Linked DNA regions of Pan troglodytes: region 1 is linked to region 2. The links are chromatin contacts, called in public Hi-C maps. All regions are on one chromosome and are shown on one strand. Each heading gives the region's core, a stretch centred on a gene start, on an enhancer-like site or on the middle of the called end of the contact. The rest is flanking DNA. Distances are from core to core; before and after follow the strand shown.

Region 1 (3,262 bases), core at 43-2,542, 150 kb after region 2:
CAGCAACCCAGTGACATGGGGGCGGGGGTGCAGTGCTTCATCTGTACTTGAGAGCACCAGAGCCCCCACAAGGCCTGGCCACATCAACATGAGTTTGGCAATCTGCTGTACAAGTGAAAGATGTGGGCTGGGGAGTCGGACGGCCTGTGTGGAGTCCTGGCTCTGGCACTGACTAGCGGCAACACCTTGAGCCAATCACTTATCCATGCCAAAGTTGCTTTGTCTGTAAAATCAGAACCCTTCAGAGGATTCTTGGAAGGGCTGAATGAGGTCTCATGATGTGTTTAGCAGGGCATGTGTTCAGCACCTGGTAGCTGTGAACTGATGGAGCCTGGAAGGGAGAGAGCAGGTGCAGGGCAGACCACGCAGGAGGCTTCTCGTCACCAATGAACATTTATTGAGTGTCCACATGTGCACAGCTTTGAACTTGGCGATCACAGAACGCACTGGGGGAGGGAAGCAAGGGATCAAGAGTATGTGTGTGTGTGTGTGTGTGTGTGTGTGTGTGTATGTGTGTGTGTGTGGTCCCCCTGGGTTTACAAGAAAGGTAGTCCCTGCTGGAGCCGCCAGTCGCGTCTCTGCAGAGAGGAGTCATAGCAGGGGTGGGAGTTAAAGCCAGGCACCACGGTGGCAGTGGAGTGCAATCACTGGGGAAACATGCGGATTCTGGGGAAGTGTCCCTCCTGTTCCTGGCTCCAGCCAGGCCAGATGGCACCAGGGGGACAGGAATCAGATGCTCAGGTGTCCAAGCAGGGATAAGGACAGGCAAAATAAATAACCCCCCCAACCCCCATCGTCACTCTGCTGCAACACGACACAAAGGTTTAAGGATCTGGGCCCAGAGACTCCTGGGTCCCTTCAAGCAAGCTCAGGTGGAAGGAGGTTTCCCCACCCCCCACCAGGCCTGTCTGCCCCAGGTTGCCCTAGGATGGGGGCAGTTCAGACCCTGGGTCACTGAAGCTGATAGGAAGAACTGCGATATCAATGGCCTAAGCCTGCTGTCTGCCCAAGGGAGCCAAGGGCAAGAGCCAAAGGGCCAATTTAAAGGACGTGGACCTGGGGGGCCAGAGGAGGCACCACAGCCGAGGGGAGCCCACACCCTGGCCGGCAGGGCACATGGGCTGAGGCAGTCTGCTCCTGCCAGCCCTGTCTTACCCTGGAGCCTCCCTCCTGCAGGGGAGCCAGACATCGGGCACAATGACACCTAGTGCCCCCCTCCCTGGGGGCTGCTCCAACCTTCCCTGGCCTGGCGGGGACAACCACGTTGATTTCCAAGCCGATCCCTGCCCCCATGGGGGCCTGAGGGGCGGAACGCAGTTCCTTACACTTGAGGGGTGGGCACCATGCCCTTGCCCTCAGAAAAGCCAGAAAGCTGGGGTGTTTTGGGGAGGAAGTCTGGGGAGGGGGGGGCCAGTTTGGGGGCTTTAGGGAAGATGCCTCCTCCCTCCTTCCCTCTCTGCCCGCCCCTGGGTCTGTCCCCGGTGGACACCCCTCAGGGCTCTGACAGGCACTGCTCCAAGGCAGCCATGCGGTAGTGGCTGGCCGTCTCCTCACCCGCCTGCAGCCTCATGGCCTCCCGGCACAGCCGGTTGGCCCGCGCCAACTCCACCAGGACACCCTGATAGGCGGCCACCATCTCGGGCTTGACAGAGTTGGGGCTGACACTGCCTAGCAGCTGGAGCAGCTCCTGCGGCCAGCGGGAGCGCAGGGCAGCGGGGGCCAGCCAGGGCAGCAGAGGCACACAGCCGGTGAAGGCCTGCATGCCCAGGAACCAGAGCTCCTGCAGGTCGGCCCAGATGCCCTCATACTCAGGGGACAGGGCTAGCACTGCCTGGTCTGAGCCTGGGGTGGCCCGCGCCACGTGGGACTGCGATAGGAAGAGGATGGCAGCTGCGAAGAACCCTCGGGATGCTGGTGTTCCCTGAAGAGCTGCAAGGTAACGGAAGGAGTGGGGCATGAATCGGACAGGCCAGCTGCTGTGCCAGACCCTTCCCTAGTCCTCTGTGTAGACACATGCAGGAGCCAGGGCACAGCCTGGAATCAGACTGCCTGCGTTCAAACCCTGCCTTAGATGCTCACTGTGTGACCTTGGGTAAATAACTTTTCTGGGTCTGTTTCTTTACTTGTAAAATGGGCCGATAGTGCTCATCTTAGAAATTTGTTGTGAGAATTAAATGTGATCATCTTGGTACACTCAACCACCAAGACCTCTACCGGCACTGGAGGTGGGGGTGAGTCACAGGGTCAGATGGGAGAGAGAACCCCTCAGGATTCTGGACACAGAGGTCAGACACAGGTTAAGGGAGTTGCACCATTTGATCCTTGGGCCAGAAGAGGGCGCCAGAGAGGAACATAAGCAAGTGACCCTGCTTTGCTTACCGGCTGTTCAGGGGGTGACCCTCACACTGCAGGTGCTCTCCAGGAAGCTGTCAACCTAACCTGGTGGTATTTGAGGGTGAGCCAGAACTGGGACCATGAAATTGGGGGCTGCAGAGATGCAGCCTGGGACTGAGAGTGCAGAGTGGGCTCCTGGTGTACAGGGATGTGCACCCCTTCCCATGACGGGGTACCCTGCTGGGAACCCCTCAAAAGGAACACAGAGGCAGTGGAGGGTACGGGCATGTTACGCCCTGTTCCCAGGCATCTGCTCAGCTCCTCCAACCTGACAGATGGGGCACAGGGAACAGGCAGGGACAGAGGGACCCAAGCAGACACCCACAGCAAAGAGGGAGACACGGAGGGCTGCCAGGGGCTGGAGGGGACGTCCCTCCCCCTGCAAACAGCCAGAGTGAGGCAGAGCTAGGGAGAAGGTGTGCATAGAGGGACACCAAGTGCTGAAGCCTGTCACTGATGGGGGTGAGGTACCGAGCAGAGCAGAGAAAAACATCAATGGAAGGAAGTCAGGTTTCTGACTCAAGGCCTGGGTGGGGGCGGCTCCACCTTGAAAACACTGGATTCAGATTCCTCTGGCTGCCAGGGATTCCAGGTGCCTATGCCTGTGCCTGTGAGCAGGTCTGTACTTAACACCCACCAGACTTTGCCTTAAAAGTCTTCAGAAGAAAGAGAATGTTAGCATTTTGGGAAGAACGGTGGGGGTGGGGGATGGAGATACACTGCAAAGATTTCCTCTTGCTTAGAAAATGCTGCAAAACCATCTTCTAAAAATGGTGACTTTTGCCCCAAACACAGGAGGTCCACCCAGGTCTTCTGTCCTCACCCATCAGGACTGGATCCCCAGTTCTTACCTGGAGAGGTGCTAAGG
Region 2 (3,014 bases), core at 43-2,542:
TAGATCACCAAAGCTGAGAGCCTTTAGGAGTGAGGATTTGGGCCAGGCATGGTGGCTCACGCCTGTAATCCCAGCACTTTGGGAGGCCGAGGTGGGTGGATCACAAGGTCAGGAGATCAAGACCAACCTGACCAACATGGTGAAACCCCATCTTTACTAAAAATACAAAAATTAGCTGACGTGATGCATGCACCTGTAATCCCAGCTACTCAGGAGGCTGAGGCAGGAGAATCTCTTGAACCCGAGAGGTGGAGGTTGCGGTGAGCCGAGATTGCGCCACTGCACTCCAGCCTAGGCGACAGAGCGAGACTCCATCTCAAAAAAAAAAAAAGTGAGGATTTGGGTCACCCCAGGCTGAAGGCCAGGGGAACCTGAAGTGGATAAGGGAAGGGAGAAGACTTAGGCCACAGGATCTGATGTAGAAATGGGGCTGACGTCTCCACCTGTATTTTCTTAGCTGGAGGAGTGTGCAAAGTTTGAATTACTTCTGCCTTCTCCTTATTTCCTTTTCCCTCTTAAAATAGTCATCATAATCATAAAAATTTCTTTTCCGTTTTCTCTTTTTGCATATAGGATTTCTTGGTGTGATTTAATTTGCCAATTAGTCTCTAGGTTGCAGAATGGTGACTTGGAATCAAATTGAAACTGGAAGAGGGCACCTCATATATTAGGGTCAGCAATTACTGAACTCTGTTCTCTTTTATTCCAAACAGGGCCCCCAACTTCACATTTCCCCAGGATGCAAAAGAGTGAGGGGGATCAAGCTTCAGTAGAGTGGAGCTCTGAGAAGAATCCACTGGAGTTTGGAACCCAAGACCCTTTTTTATCACGCTGTTCCTCCTCACCTGGGCAAAAGCACTGGTACCCACTTCACGGCATCATGGGTGGGCTCTGTGTCCTGCAGAGAGCCCCCGTCCTGGGTACAGGACATCAGCCCTGAGCCCTGTCCCAGGCTTGGATCTTCTTTCTCTCTCTCTCTCTCTCTTTTTTTTTTTTTTTGAGATGGAGTCCCACTCTGTTGCCCAGACTGGAGTGCAGTGGTGCAGTCTTGGCTCACTGCAACCTCCACCTCCCAGGTTCAAGCGATTCTCCTGCCTCAGCCTCCCAAGTAGCTGGGATTACAGGCGCCTGACACCAAGCCCGGCTAATTTTTGTATTTTTAGTAAAGGTGGGGTTTCACCATGTTGGCCAGGCTGGTCTCGAACTCCTGACCTCAGGTTATCCGCCCGCCTCGGCCTCCCAAAGTGCTGGGGTTACAGGCGTGAGCCACCGCACCCGGCCTCAGTGACTTTAGTCAAGTAAGCACAAAAAGGAATATATAATTCCAAATTGTGATAAATGCTATGAAGAAAAGGAATGTGCTCTGACATAAAGGGGGGAACGAATGTGATCTAGGGAGTCAGAGATCTCTCCGAGAAGAGATCTGAAATAGGAGTAAGTCGAGAGGGGGAAGAGAATGCTAGACCGAGGGAACAGTGCGTGCCAAAGCCGCGTGGCGGAAAGGGGCGTGCGGGAGGGTAACTGCGGAGAGGGAGGGTAGAGGACGAAGCCGGAGAGGCAGACGAAGGGCAGGACGCACAGAGCCCCGCGGCTGCCGCCTTAGGGTTTGTCCCGGCGGTGGGGAAGCCATTGAGGAGTTTAACGCCGGAAGGTGGTGACTAATCAGATTTCACTTGAAAATGGCACGGTGTCTGCAGCGAGGCTAACTGATGGGAAGGGCCCAGCGAATGCCAATAGGAGAGAGCACCGGACCTGGAAGGCCTGGGTCAATGCGGCCCCGCGCGGGGGCGAAGCGGTTCCGGCGCAGGGGCCTGGCGCGCGGCTCCGCGGAAAACCGAACCGGCCCACGTGGGACCGGCAGCTCCGCCCAGCTGCGCAGACGCCGCCTGACTCCGCAGTCCGGGCCTGGGGCTGGGCGCGCTGCCCGGGATCCCCGCACCCACGCCTGGACCGCGGAGACGCCCAGGCCGAGGAACCCCCAGCCCAGGGACTAGACACCACCAGGGCCGGGCGGAGCCAGAGCCAGACGCGCCGGAGCGGGCGCCTCTACGCCGTGAGTCCGAGGCGGGGGCGGGGGGGCTTGGGGCCCAGCCGCGGGAAGCGGGGAGTCACAGCGGCCTCCTTCGAGGAGACTAGGGAAGGATGGTCTCTGTCTCCTGGGGTGGTCTCTCACTCCCGCAAGGCCAGAAAAGGAGGCTGCCTCCTGTTTGGGCGGAGACCTAGTCTTGGCGTGTCGGGGTTCCCATTTTACTATCTCTGAGAACCCTGTGATCCCTAGCGCCACCCCCACCCCATCCCAGCTTCTTCACGGCCCCATCCAAGTATAGGAAAAATAAAAAATTGGGGCGAGGGGAGATCTCTAGGCACCTTCCCACAAGCCTTGCTTAGAGGGCGATTAGAAAGGAACTGTTCTTACACCCTTCTCCCCAGGACTTCTGCCCATTGCTGGGGGTGGGGAGGGTCCATGCCACGTATGGAGCGCCTTCCAGTGCCGGCTCCACTTACAATATCCTTCCTCTTCATGCTCTTCAATTGTTCTAATCCCAGTGCTGTTTGGTCAGTAGAATCCCTTTGTCAGTTCAAACCCTAATTTTGGTTAGAAGCAGGTTATGGAGGAGAGAAGAGTGGTGTGGTATGCCCTCCCTCCAGGGCCTCAGGATGGAGCAAGCTAGGGACGGGGACGCAAGATAGTGGCCGTGTTCCAGAGGCATTGGGAGGGAACGGGGCAGGCTCAGAAGAAAAGCTTGTCACTGGGGAAGGCGGGGCTCCCTGGCTGGGGTAGGAAAGGGAACCAAACCCAGCTCTTCCAGAACCCAGCTCTTCCAGCCCTGGGGAGTCGAGAGTGGATTCCTGAGCATGGAAATTCACTGCAGTCTCTTCTCCCATTCACTCACTTAGCAAGTACCTGTATGCACAGACAGCCTGGTTCAGGGCTCTATGCTGGCTGACTCTGGGGAATATGATGGAGGATATATACAGGAGGTCCAAGCCAGATTACAAACTGCTATTACAAG

What was found. A called contact is a pair of places that touch in the nucleus more often than the background predicts.
Region 1: a Hi-C map of stem cell-derived neural progenitor cells shows a contact between it and region 2, with 5 times the contacts expected there. The contact joins the promoter of TFAP2E here to the promoter of C1H1orf216 in region 2. A contact is called at or near these places in 5 of 7 Hi-C or Micro-C datasets (blood, induced pluripotent stem cells, a lymphoblastoid cell line and 1 more), 1 of 1 datasets of contacts at active chromatin or transcription factors (stem cell-derived excitatory neurons) and 1 of 1 other capture datasets (stem cell-derived neural stem cells).

The regions. Positions count from the first base shown.
Region 1 is chr1:195,422,203-195,425,464 of NHGRI_mPanTro3-v2.0_pri, forward strand. TFAP2E (transcription factor AP-2 epsilon) reads right to left here and starts at 1,293. Exons shown (of 8, transcript XM_016949057.3): 1 at 1,156-1,293. The coding sequence starts at 1,293. It overlaps NCDN (neurochondrin), which reads right to left. Exons shown (of 8, transcript XM_063782953.1): 7 at 3,246-3,262; 8 at 381-1,929. The coding sequence ends at 1,493.
Region 2 is chr1:195,268,769-195,271,782 of NHGRI_mPanTro3-v2.0_pri, forward strand. C1H1orf216 (chromosome 1 C1orf216 homolog) reads left to right here and starts at 1,293. Exons shown (of 2, transcript XM_513309.7): 1 at 1,293-2,053. It overlaps CLSPN (claspin), which reads left to right. Exons shown (of 26, transcript XM_016959054.4): 26 at 714-1,353. The coding sequence ends at 773.